2 separate regions of the Mus musculus genome follow, and region 2 is linked to region 1. The links are chromatin contacts, called in public promoter capture Hi-C maps. All regions are on one chromosome and are shown on one strand. The core of a region is the stretch at or near the end of the contact, and the rest is flanking DNA. Distances in the headings are between cores, read along the strand shown. Region 1 holds the start of Cic (capicua transcriptional repressor). Region 2 holds the start of Vrk3 (vaccinia related kinase 3).

Region 1 (5,670 bases), core at 803-3,302:
ACCTTGGGCATGGATAGCTAAGTCACTGCCCTACACAGAAATTTACCATTATCTTTTTTTTTTTTTTTTTTTTTTTTTGGCTTTTGGCTTTTGGTTTTTGGTTTTTGAGACAGGGTTTCTCTGTGTAGCCTCGGCTGTCCTGGAACTCACTCTGTAGACCAGGCTGGCCTTGAACTCAGAAATTTGCCTGCCTCTGCCTCCCAAGTGCTGGGATTAAAGGCGTGTGCCACCGCTGCCTGGAAATTGACCATTATCTAGGAAGATAACGAGGAACCAGAAGTAGATACTTAGAACCTAAAGTGACCTAAAGAGGAACCAGAGTAGATACTTAGAACTATAGATAGCTGAGTTACACCCAAACGCAAGTATTTACAATGGCCTAGGGGGAAGGTGGACTATACAATAGACTAGAGTAGGAACTATGGCAAGGGCACAAGCCCCTGGCTTCTAAGATTAAGTGGACCTTAGGTGGAGCTGTTTCTGATCCCAGTTGTTAACAGAATTTTATCTCAGTTGGTTCCTGCCAGTTCTTCCGTGTTTGCATTCCTCTGTTTTGTGTAAGAATCCAGTAACCTCTTTGTACCTTGCTGGTGTCACCCATCTTCCCTATTTTCTTCTGTATAAAAAGTTTGATGCTCAATTTGACAAATTACATTCAGATCCACACTCCCTTGTGTTGAGTCTGTCCATCCATTCCCGCTGACTCCTTGCCCACCTGAGACTAGAGACCCGTTCCATGCAGACAAGGGATCAATAGGGTCTGCGGCACGGTGGGAACTTCCTGTAGATATCGAGAAGTTGCCTCACTGTAAGTGCCATAGATAATGGGTGCTTTTTGCATGTCCTATGTGAAGCAGCCATATATCCCAGAACATTCTCTTACAGAGCATAGTGCAAGCATAAGGAAAGCAGAATAACTAAAAGCAGCTCAATGAGAAAGGGGTTTATCTCAACTTATATTTCATCAAGCCCATCTGAAGGGGCGTCAGGGCAGGAACTCTGGGCAAGAATTCAATGGGGAAGCCATGCAAGAACCCTTCATAATGGCTTGCTCTCCATGGTTTGTTTCGCCTGCTTCCCAGGACCACTTTCTCAGGGGTTGCACCCACCCACAATGGGTTGGACCCTCCTACACCAACCACTAATTAAGATAGTACTGCACTGACTTGCCTACAGGGCAATCTTTTGGAGACAATTGGGGTTCACTCTATGTCAGGATTTGGTACTTGTGTCAACTTAAAAACTAACCAGCACCAACAGTAAGATGTGCTACAATAGACCAGATGTGTGTGTGTGTGTGTGTTTCACTATTACAGTCTTGAGTATCCATCATATGCAAGAGAAACCTTCATTAGAGGAGGAGTACACCATTCTCCATTATCCTTTGATCCAAGGGAAACCTGATGGGAAGACTGAAGCTAGGGATAGTCACACCTGGTGTAAACTCGGCACCGGGGCAACAGCTGTCTATGCCTCAGAGGGTATGTGGCACATGCTCTTCTCCTCACCTCCGGTGTGACACCCACCCCAAGATTTTTACACATCTTTCCTCAGGTGTGAAAAGCCATAGGGCTATTCGCCTTCGGAATGAAGTGTGAAACCCCAGGAAGTGACGCAAAAGAAAAGTTTGGAGATTGGAGGGTGCGATCAGAAAAGTGCGCCGTCCTAAAATCAAAAAGTCTTGGAGTTGACATCACGGCCACAGGCCACGCGGGTTGCCAGTACTGCAGAGCGCGCTACCCTACAACCGCAGGTCCTCTCTCCTTCTGGTGGCAACAGGGCTTTCCGCGGGGCCGCGCCAGACTTTTTGAGACTGTTGATTGGCCGTAGTCCGGCCACCCGACAGCCAATCATGCAGAGGAAAGGTGACATCACTAGTTCTCCTCCCATCCCCCTACCCCAAACTTCTCTACTCTGGTTTACCAGCACCAACAACCACGTGGGGGAGGGGTAAGAGAGTAGAACCGGTGAGGTCATTGCACCGCCCCTGCCGTTGCTGATTGGCTGCGGGGCTCGCGGGTGTCGGTTGGCTGCTCTTTGCACCTCCCCCTCGTGCCGCTACAGCCGCCTCAGCGAGGAGCCACTGGCGACGCCAGAGCCAGCAATCCGGGTGAGTCGGGGCCCTGGGTCTAAGATGTTCCCAGTGTCCAGCGAGACTCAGGAGGAGCTGCCCTTTCCGACTTTTTCTCTTCGCCCGGGTTCTTTGGAGCTCCATGCACTCTGTCACATGGGAGTTGTAGTCTGACTTATGCTTCTGACTACGGGCCGGATACAGAAGAAGACTACTATTCCCAGCAGGCATTGCGTTCAGCTGGTCAACAAACCCTCGGGCCACGCCTCTCGAGCTTGTTTATTGGAGGGCATATCCTTTAGTCCCGCCTCCCTTCATTTTATTGGTTACTGTCCCTCGCAGGGGGTGGTTTCTTGCTTAAGATGGATGGTGATTGGGTACTGTAATTGTCATTCGGCATATAAATAGTCTGTTAATTGGTTAAAGGAGGTGTCCATTACTTGTTGTAAGGTAGAGTTCTAGGCAGATCAGGCAGTCGTAGGCTTAGGTTGGTGTCGGTCCCGGAGGGAGGCCGGTCTTGGAATTTGACCCCGCCCCTTGGCGCTGCCGGAAGAGCGCAATTGGTGGTAGCAAGTGTCGCTTGCGGATGATAGGCGGAGCCGACTAGACAGCGAATATCTATTGGTCTAGGTTGGCGCCGGTCACCGGGGTTGTGGCCGTTTATTGGCTGGTTGCTCCAGCTGTTGCAGGTCCATTCACCATTTTGTGTGTTGGAGTAAAAAAAAAAGGGAGAATCGAGAGGGAGAGCCGGAGGGGGGGCGGGGAGGGACCGGACCGGACTGAGCCGGGGCCACGGCCCCCCGCCCCGAAACCCCGCGGAGCCCGAGGTGAAGGGCGGGGCTAGGGCTGACACTGCGTGGGGGTGGAGGGGAGCTGGAGGCCGAGAGGGGACAGGTGGCAGGGACGGGAAAGGGGTACAGGGCAAAAGAGGTGGGCGGAATGGTGTGGGAAGGGGTGACAGAGTGGAAGAAGTGGTAGGAAGTGGGGAGTGACAGAAAAGGAGCAACTAGGGGAGAGTACTGATAACAGGAATGGAGGGGTAACAGGATTAGATCAGGGTGACAGGGAGAGGAAGGGGACCGAGTTGGAGGGGGTGATAAAGAGAGGCGATGGGCAGAGGTGTCAGATTTGGAGGTCTAGAGATGGCCGACAGAAGAGTGAATAGGAGGAATAGGTGATATAAATAAATGGGGGTGACCAGCGGGGGGGGGTAACAGGAGGGGGCCTAGTATCTGAGAAAATAAGGTAGAGGTGGTGACAAGATGGGAGAGAGTGGCAAGCGAAGATGGTGTCAGGAGGGTGGATGGAAATAGAGAGGATGAGACCCTAAAGGGCATGGGGTGGCCTCAGCTTCAGGAGTTTCACGTTCTGAAAGGGAGGTGAGGGCCCGCGGGACCCTGGGTAGTAGTTAGCTATGGTGCACAGGAAGAAGGTAGGCCCCAAGAAAGAGAGGTCTGGCTCTGGGGTAAAGAGACCAGTCCAGGTAACAGGGGTAAGGGATGTTGGCTGGTGTGCTTGTAGGCCCTGGGTGGGGTGTAAAGGTTTATGTTTGGACAGTGTTTGTACCAGATCTCAGGCTCCTGAATGGTGCCCTAGCAGGTCAGTGGGGAGATGGCAGTGGAGTCGGCTTAACTCACAGCACCTTGGTGCTGATCCCAGGCCCTTCAGAGTCTGCCAGTGAGAACCCCAGAATTGTCCCACAGAAGGAGAAGGCCTCAAGTCGGAGAGCATGAGATCTGGGATCGCAGTCAGCCTGAAGACTGTCAGAGGGGTCTCTGATTGTGTTTGGCGGAATCTAGGACAGCTAATGTTTGGCTTCTCAAGTTTTCCAAGTCACTCTGGAGTAAAGTTTTAGGGGTTTTGTTTTGCCCTTTTTTTTTTTTTTTTCTTCTTTTCTCAGGGCAGCTTGAAAGGGGGCGGGCAGAGTGACTGTTCAGGAAGTGGGTGAGGTTGGCTTGTTGGGCTTGTCCTGCTGTCTTTGACCTCATCCTCCTTACCCCCACCTGGAGCTGTCTGGGCATATTTGGGTCCCTGAGGGTGCTGGCCATTTCAGACACCCTGCCCAGCCTGCTCAGTCTGGGTGAGGATACGTGCAGGCCAGAAGTGAGGGCTGGGCTTGCAGGCATTGCTCTGGGTGCTGTTGGGGAAAGGGGAAGACTCCCTCCTGTGTAGTGGGACAGAGAAACCCTGGGGTGTGCAGTTCTGTGTCCCACTGTGTGATGACGTGTGCTGCATTTGTGCGCGTGCGTGTGCTCATGTACAGTCCTGTGGCAGTGCTGGTGTGAGCTCTTGCCCCAAACGTGCCCCTGCCTACTCCCTGCCAGGACCTGGGAAGATGGTTGTACCTGGCAGACCTGGGATACTGAGCAGAGTGGGCAAGCATCCCTAGGGACTCTGAGCTGCCTACTCCTTCCCACAGTACCTGGCCATGCATGACTGCCTGTAGGGGTGGAGAGAGAGTAGAGGGAGGAGAGAAGCTTGCATCTCAGCTGTGTCACCTCCTTTCTGTGGCTTGGTGCTTATGTGCGTGAGTTTCTGTGTGCATTTGTGTGTGTGCTTTCTAGGTGATGAGAGTGAGAGCAAGCATGATGTGTGGGTCACATGATTGGCAGCACAGGGCAGTGGTTAGGAGCTCAGTTCTGTGGCCCTAGAGCACCTGGGTTCAGACCCGACCCTCCCCTGAACCCCCTGCCCTGGCTGCTTTGTATGTGGATGATCCTAATCCAAGCACCAGTCTCTCTGCACCTTGCTTCATAGTAGCACTCACCTCTTAGGGCTGTTGGGTGGAAAAAGCAGGCAGCTTAGCAAAGGGCTCAGGACAGTGTGATTGCTCCATGGTGTGAACTCTCAGTGATCCTCACACTCCTGGAGTCTGTTTGTGCACATTGCATGTCCCCTGCAGAAGGAGCAGGGAGTCAGGGTTGTATATGCTCAGGAGACCCAGCCCGGTGCCAGTCTGTGTGTGAATGTTTGCCAGAGCTCACGTGAGCTAGAGGTAGTCTTGTGGGTCATGGAGCGGAGGCAGTCAGCTCAGCAAGCAGAAAGACCCGAGGGGCCCTGGGTCTGTGGGTATTCACAGTCCCTTCCGATGATCCCTGCTGCTCTCCTGTCTCACAGGTGGACAGACGATGAAGCCAATGAAGAAGGCATGCCCTGGCCTTGCAGGTTCCGCCAGTGGCAGCAAGTCCCCACCAGCTACCAGGGCCAAGGCTTTGAGACGGCGAGGGGCCGGGGAGGGTGACAAGCCAGAGGAGGAGGAGGAGGCACAGCCACAGGAGCAGGCAGGGCCAGAAGAGGCTGAAGAGGGTGAGGAAGAGGAGGCTGAGCGGGACCCTGGAGCTGAGGGAACACATCCAGAGCTGCAGCCCAATGATCCTACTCCAGGCCTAACTGAGGACCCTAAGGGGGATGGGGAGGCAGGCCGCTGGGAGCCCTCACTCAGTCGCAAGACAGCCACATTCAAGTCTCGGGCCCCGAAGAAGAAATATGTGGAGGAGCATGGCACTGGAAATGTTGGTGTGGTAGGAGCCCCTGAAGAGCGGGAGCGGACGCCTGAGGACGCCAGTGCCCTGGGTGTGCCTCCTCGGCCACCCACCTCC
Region 2 (5,031 bases), core at 2,061-4,560, about 19 Mb after region 1:
GCAGGGACTTTGCTCGGCCACAGCGGCCACCACAGGCCGCCAAGCGAGCTGCACTGTTCCGCTCAGATTCATCTGGATGCCTGTCTCTGCTGTTCTAAGATACTTGAACTGCTGCCTCATCTTTCCTCTCTAGCGCTTTGCTTTTTCTGCCACTCATGGCGCAATAGTTTCAAGGAAGATGGCGCTAAGGCTGAGATTTCTAAACAGTAAAAGGTTAAAGATCACTGCCTTAAATACAGAAATCTGCTAAATATAATAACGTTTAAGTTTATGACAGACAGAGACTTCCAAAGCCTAATAGTGACTCCCCAAGGTCTCCGAGAAGATAATGGACACAGTGACAAGACTGCTGGATTGTGATATGACAACCACTGAGAAGCACCAATCCATTGCCTTGTCCCCTGCCAGGGCCTGGTCTATACTGTGGACAAACAAGATACCCTGAGAGTCAAATGTCTTATAATGCTTAAGTCAAGGTTGGTCATTTCTCATTTCAAACGTATTTACTCTGCAGGAAAAAGTTTTTCATCTTCTGGGCCTGACAGACCGACTCTGCCCAAGTTGCCATGGAGACCACAGGGACCTGGAAACTTTTTGGACTATAGACCAACCTCTGTCATTTTAATTAATACATGACACCTAGATTATAATTTATTCTTCCCAGATTTGACAGCTAAGCTTGATGGCTAGAAAACAGACTTAACTCCTTACTCTAAGGTAATCCACAACTATATTAGCTCATTAGTCAATTTGTTAACTAGCTAAGACTACCAGATCTCTTACCAAAGTCAGACAGGTCTGCCTTGCTCGCAGACTTCATGATAACGATACACAAGTTCCTATGTAACCTTTCACAGGTGTAACCTTCTGCTACTTCCTTATCTAAACTCGCTCTCCAGTGACTAAACGCTTCAGATTTCCTCTCCTTGCTATGCCATTGTCCTAACATTAACCAGTGGAGTTCTTGTAAACCAGCCTAACCCTAATAAAAGACATTCCACTATATGATCCACTTTCATATTCACAAGTTCAAATACAAGTTTCCTTGGTTGTCTTTTAACAATGGACTTAAGGTTGTTTCTCATTTTACTATATATATACATATGTAAATATATATATATACATATATATATATATATATATATATATATATATATATACATATGTAGAAATATATGTACGTACACATTCAGTATCCTAGACAGAAAAAAAAAATCCCTTCTTGCTCCTTCTGCTCCATGAAAAGTTTTTGTCCTCCTTAAGCTCATCTTAAAGACTATTCATGCTGTTAACAAATTTATCTCTTTTATAAACTTACAAACTACAGGAAACCCACTCCAATCTACTTCTTATGGACTAAATAGTCTCCATCCAGGTAAGTACACCTGCCAAGCAATAGCCTACGTTCTCACTGGCTACCTATTCCAGAGGGTGAGATTGCTCTCCTGTTCCTGGGATTGGGACTCCTCTTACCCCAAAGACCTAATTTTTTTTCTCCCAAACGTACTTAACTTTATTCTCTACCTCCTGTGTGTGTGTGTGTGTGTTTCAGCATCTTGCCAAATCCAAGCGTTTACTCAAAATCTACACATAAGACAGCTCCAGAGAAACAACCCATAGATGCTCCAATTTTCTCTTACAGCCACAGATACTTCTACTGGACCTGCTCCTTCTGATCTATCCACAGTTGGTTCCACAGACCCTGAGCAGCAAGGACACAGCCAATTCTCCTAAGACTTCACCAACATCCCCACCCCCATCTTCTTAGGTTTCCCAGAGACACACTGCCCCAATAACAACAGAAAGTTAGCTAAAGATCATGATGACCCTATTTTTTGCTTCACCGTTGCCTCTTTCTAATTTTTCCTTTTTTAAAATTAAACCAAAACAAAGGAATGTTAGCATTTCTTCTACACTCCACTCCACAGTTACCTGGCAAAAGCCAGGTATGCCTGACTCACTATAAAAGGGGCTGCTTGCCCCTCAGTCCCCACACTCTCTTCCTTCTCTGTCCCTTCTTGCCCTATTCCCCTCTCTCTACACGTGTTCATGGCCGGCCTCTACTCCCTCTCCCTACCTTTCTCTGTCTCTACTACCTCTCAACTCCCCTCCCCATGCCCTAAATAAACTCTATTCTACACTATACCCACTGTGGTTGGTACCTCAAGGGGAAGGGATGCCTCAGCATGGGCCCGCAGAGGCACCCCCTTCCCCAGCACCATACCTCGCCCTACCAAACATATCCCTGGCTTCCCTGGCTTTTTAAATAGAACATAACAGTATATATTTGAGATGCTCAAATAATAGATACAAATAATCTTTCCTTTTAAATTTGTTTATGACTGCTTCAAAGTGCTATGTGTGTACACCTAAGTGCCTTTAGAAGCCCAAGAGGGGGTTTGATACCCCGAAACTGAAGCAATAGATGTCTCTGGGCCATTATTGTAGGTATTGGTCGCGAGAGGAAACCCCCGCTTAAGAGCCGGGCCTACGCCCGGCTGTGAGCACTCAAGGGTTCAGCATTCTGTCAGGGCCTCCCACCCCGGCCACAGAGGACTAAGGCCATGGGCGCCTGGGCTTAGTCTCCGTACCTCGGCATGGCTCCGTGTCTCCGTACCTCAGCATGGCTGGCAACCCAAAGAACATATGCTTTCCAGGATCCCAAGAAAACCCAACTCCTCATGAGGAGGGCTCCCTCAGAGTACAGGGGGAAATTCCTCCGAGGAAGTTCCGGTTCCAGAAACTTCTCCTCAAATTTATCCCACCCAGGTAACTCCGCGCCAAATTCCAGGACCCACCACCTGTGGTCTCCACCCACTGAGCCCTCTAGGAAGTAGAGAGGAAACAGATTCATGGCTAAGTGACACCAAGGTTGGATGGCCCACTACCCTGTTATAGGACTACTTTCACCTTCTACACCCCGAAAATTCCATTTGGAGGTGACAGCGGGTTGCCATAGATACAGTTTGAAGGCAAAACTGAGATTACAGAGAGAGCACAGAAGCAAGGAGAGTTTAAAAATGACAACAGGACCTTTGATTGGTGGCTGTCACGTATTTCATCAAGATTGACGTCAGACATGCGCAGTAGAAGGAAAAGCCCGCCCCAGAGAAGGCCGAATAACGGTGAGCAATTAGGGGGATGGACTAATCAGGCGTGTCGCTCAGGCTTCTGGGAAATGGAGTTTCCAGCAGGGCACAGCTTGTCCGGATGCCCTGTATTAGAGGAAATAGGCCGCGTCTGCTCGCTGCTGTCGCACGGCCGGTGGGGGATGCGCGCGCAGCCCCTCCTTCACCCTCCCTCCCCGGAAGTTTCTGCGGGGCAACTGTAAAGGTGAGTCCAAGTTTCTGCTCCGGATCGGAGTGAGAGTCCGGGCCGTGAGAAACCCCGGCGCCCACGGCTTTTTCACAAGTACAGTGATGAGGAGCCGCTCGCCCGGCAGCCTGTGACGTCACTGCCTGAGGAAGGCGGAGGCCGACCAAGGCTGGGGTTCGGGGGCGGGAGTGGGGGGAGCACCCACTTCCTCTGTTTTGCTGGGAAGGTGTTGGGCGGAGCCTGTGAGGAATGTCAGACACTCCGCCTCCGCCTCCACGGGTACCTCGTCACTGGTTTCTTTGGGATTGTGGGGCCCGGTCCAGTCTCTGCTACTTAGGGAAGTGTTAGTCCCACACCTGTGGAATTTAGCCTTTGGTACTCTGCTGTGCTGCGTTCCTGCAACAGGAGCATAGATGGTAGCAAGCTGATGGTCATACGTAGGATAAATGAACTAAACAAATGGGTGCATAATAAAAGCCGACTTGAGTATCAGTAGTCGGAACTGAATGTGCAGCCTTAGACAGGAGACCTCAACACTCAAGATCCGAGCACTTACTGTATGCAAGGATCTGTGCAACAGACACTTATTGTATTATATACCCGAACTGCCACCTCCCCTAGGAGTAGCTCTAAACTCAGCAATGTTCTAGCACTTGGGAGGCTGAGTCAGGAGGATTTTTGAGAATAGTGAATTCCAGGACAGCCCAGGATGGACTACATAGTAATGGGCACCTCAGTTTAATTAAAGCTGGATGTACGCTTGGGTAAGTTTCAAATGCTGGGGGATCAAAAGTTCAAGGTCGGCCTAAGCTACATGAAACACTGTCTTTAAAAAAAGAATCCAGCCCTGCCTAAGGACTGGAGAGTTGGTTCAATATTTGAGTGCTTACTGTCTTCCGGAGGACTCAAGTTGGTTCCCAGTTCATGACTGCCTGTAACCCTAGTTCTAGGGAATTAGGGATTGGCCTTCACACGGGTTCATATGCACATAACTGTAGTGAAAATTCTGGAATTTTCATTTCTTTAAAAAAAACACAGAAATATAAGAATATGTTTTTGTTTCAATCCCAGGAGTGGGGCTATGGGGCTGCTTCTCCGCAGCTGACTAAGCTTTGCCTCCTGCTCCAGCAGCTCATGATTTTGCCAGCTGCACATAGTTTCTACAACTGTGTGACGTTTGGAATTCTGGGAACTTCTCAGAGAGTCTGTAAATACTAGGGCCTCAACTGGGTACCGTGAGAGTTGTTTGGTGGGGGTGGGGGATGGGGGGGGTATTGCAGTTTGTTAGTAGTTGTGCTCAAAGAAGAAATTAGATTCAGAGTTCTTGATCTCTCTCCCTCTGTCCTTCTTTCTCTCCTACCTAGGGATAGGGGGTGAAATGGGAAGGGGAGAATAAAGGCAGGAAAAAGAACTCACAAAGTAGCAAAGACCTTTTACACATACCCACATGCAAACACACACATACTCAAAATTAAAGATCATAAAGATGGATGTTTTTAAATTCTGCACAACTAGTTTACATTCTAACGTTGGTTGAGGTGCCAGACAGAAATTGCAGTCAATTGTATAATATTTTTTCCTATGGTATCTTATCTACATGTTTGCATCTAGAATGTCTTAGAAAATGAGAGAGGCTTTCTCTGCTTGCAATTTACATTGCAATTCAGCCCACGCTTACCTGCCCGAGCTCATTTGCTGACGGCTCACCCACAGGGC

What was found. Promoter capture Hi-C pulls out the DNA fragments that hold promoters and counts their contacts.
Region 2: a contact with region 1 is called in a promoter capture Hi-C map of pre-B cells. The contact joins the promoter of Vrk3 here to the promoter of Cic in region 1. A contact is called at or near these places in 2 of 39 promoter capture datasets (cranial neural crest and pre-B cells).

Annotation. Positions count from the first base shown.
Region 1 is chr7:25,265,647-25,271,316 of GRCm38.p6, forward strand. It overlaps Cic (capicua transcriptional repressor), which reads left to right and starts at 2,053. Exons shown (of 21, transcript NM_001302811.1): 1 at 2,053-2,110; 2 at 5,189-5,670. The coding sequence starts at 5,200. Gm45974 (a long non-coding RNA gene) reads right to left here and starts at 5,191. Exons shown (of 3, transcript XR_001778066.2): 1 at 5,056-5,191; 2 at 4,839-4,967; 3 at 2,687-2,751.
Region 2 is chr7:44,745,319-44,750,349 of GRCm38.p6, forward strand. Vrk3 (vaccinia related kinase 3) reads left to right here and starts at 3,311. Exons shown (of 15, transcript NM_133945.1): 1 at 3,311-3,333. Zfp473 (zinc finger protein 473) reads right to left here and starts at 3,031. Exons shown (of 5, transcript NM_001289836.1): 1 at 2,592-3,031.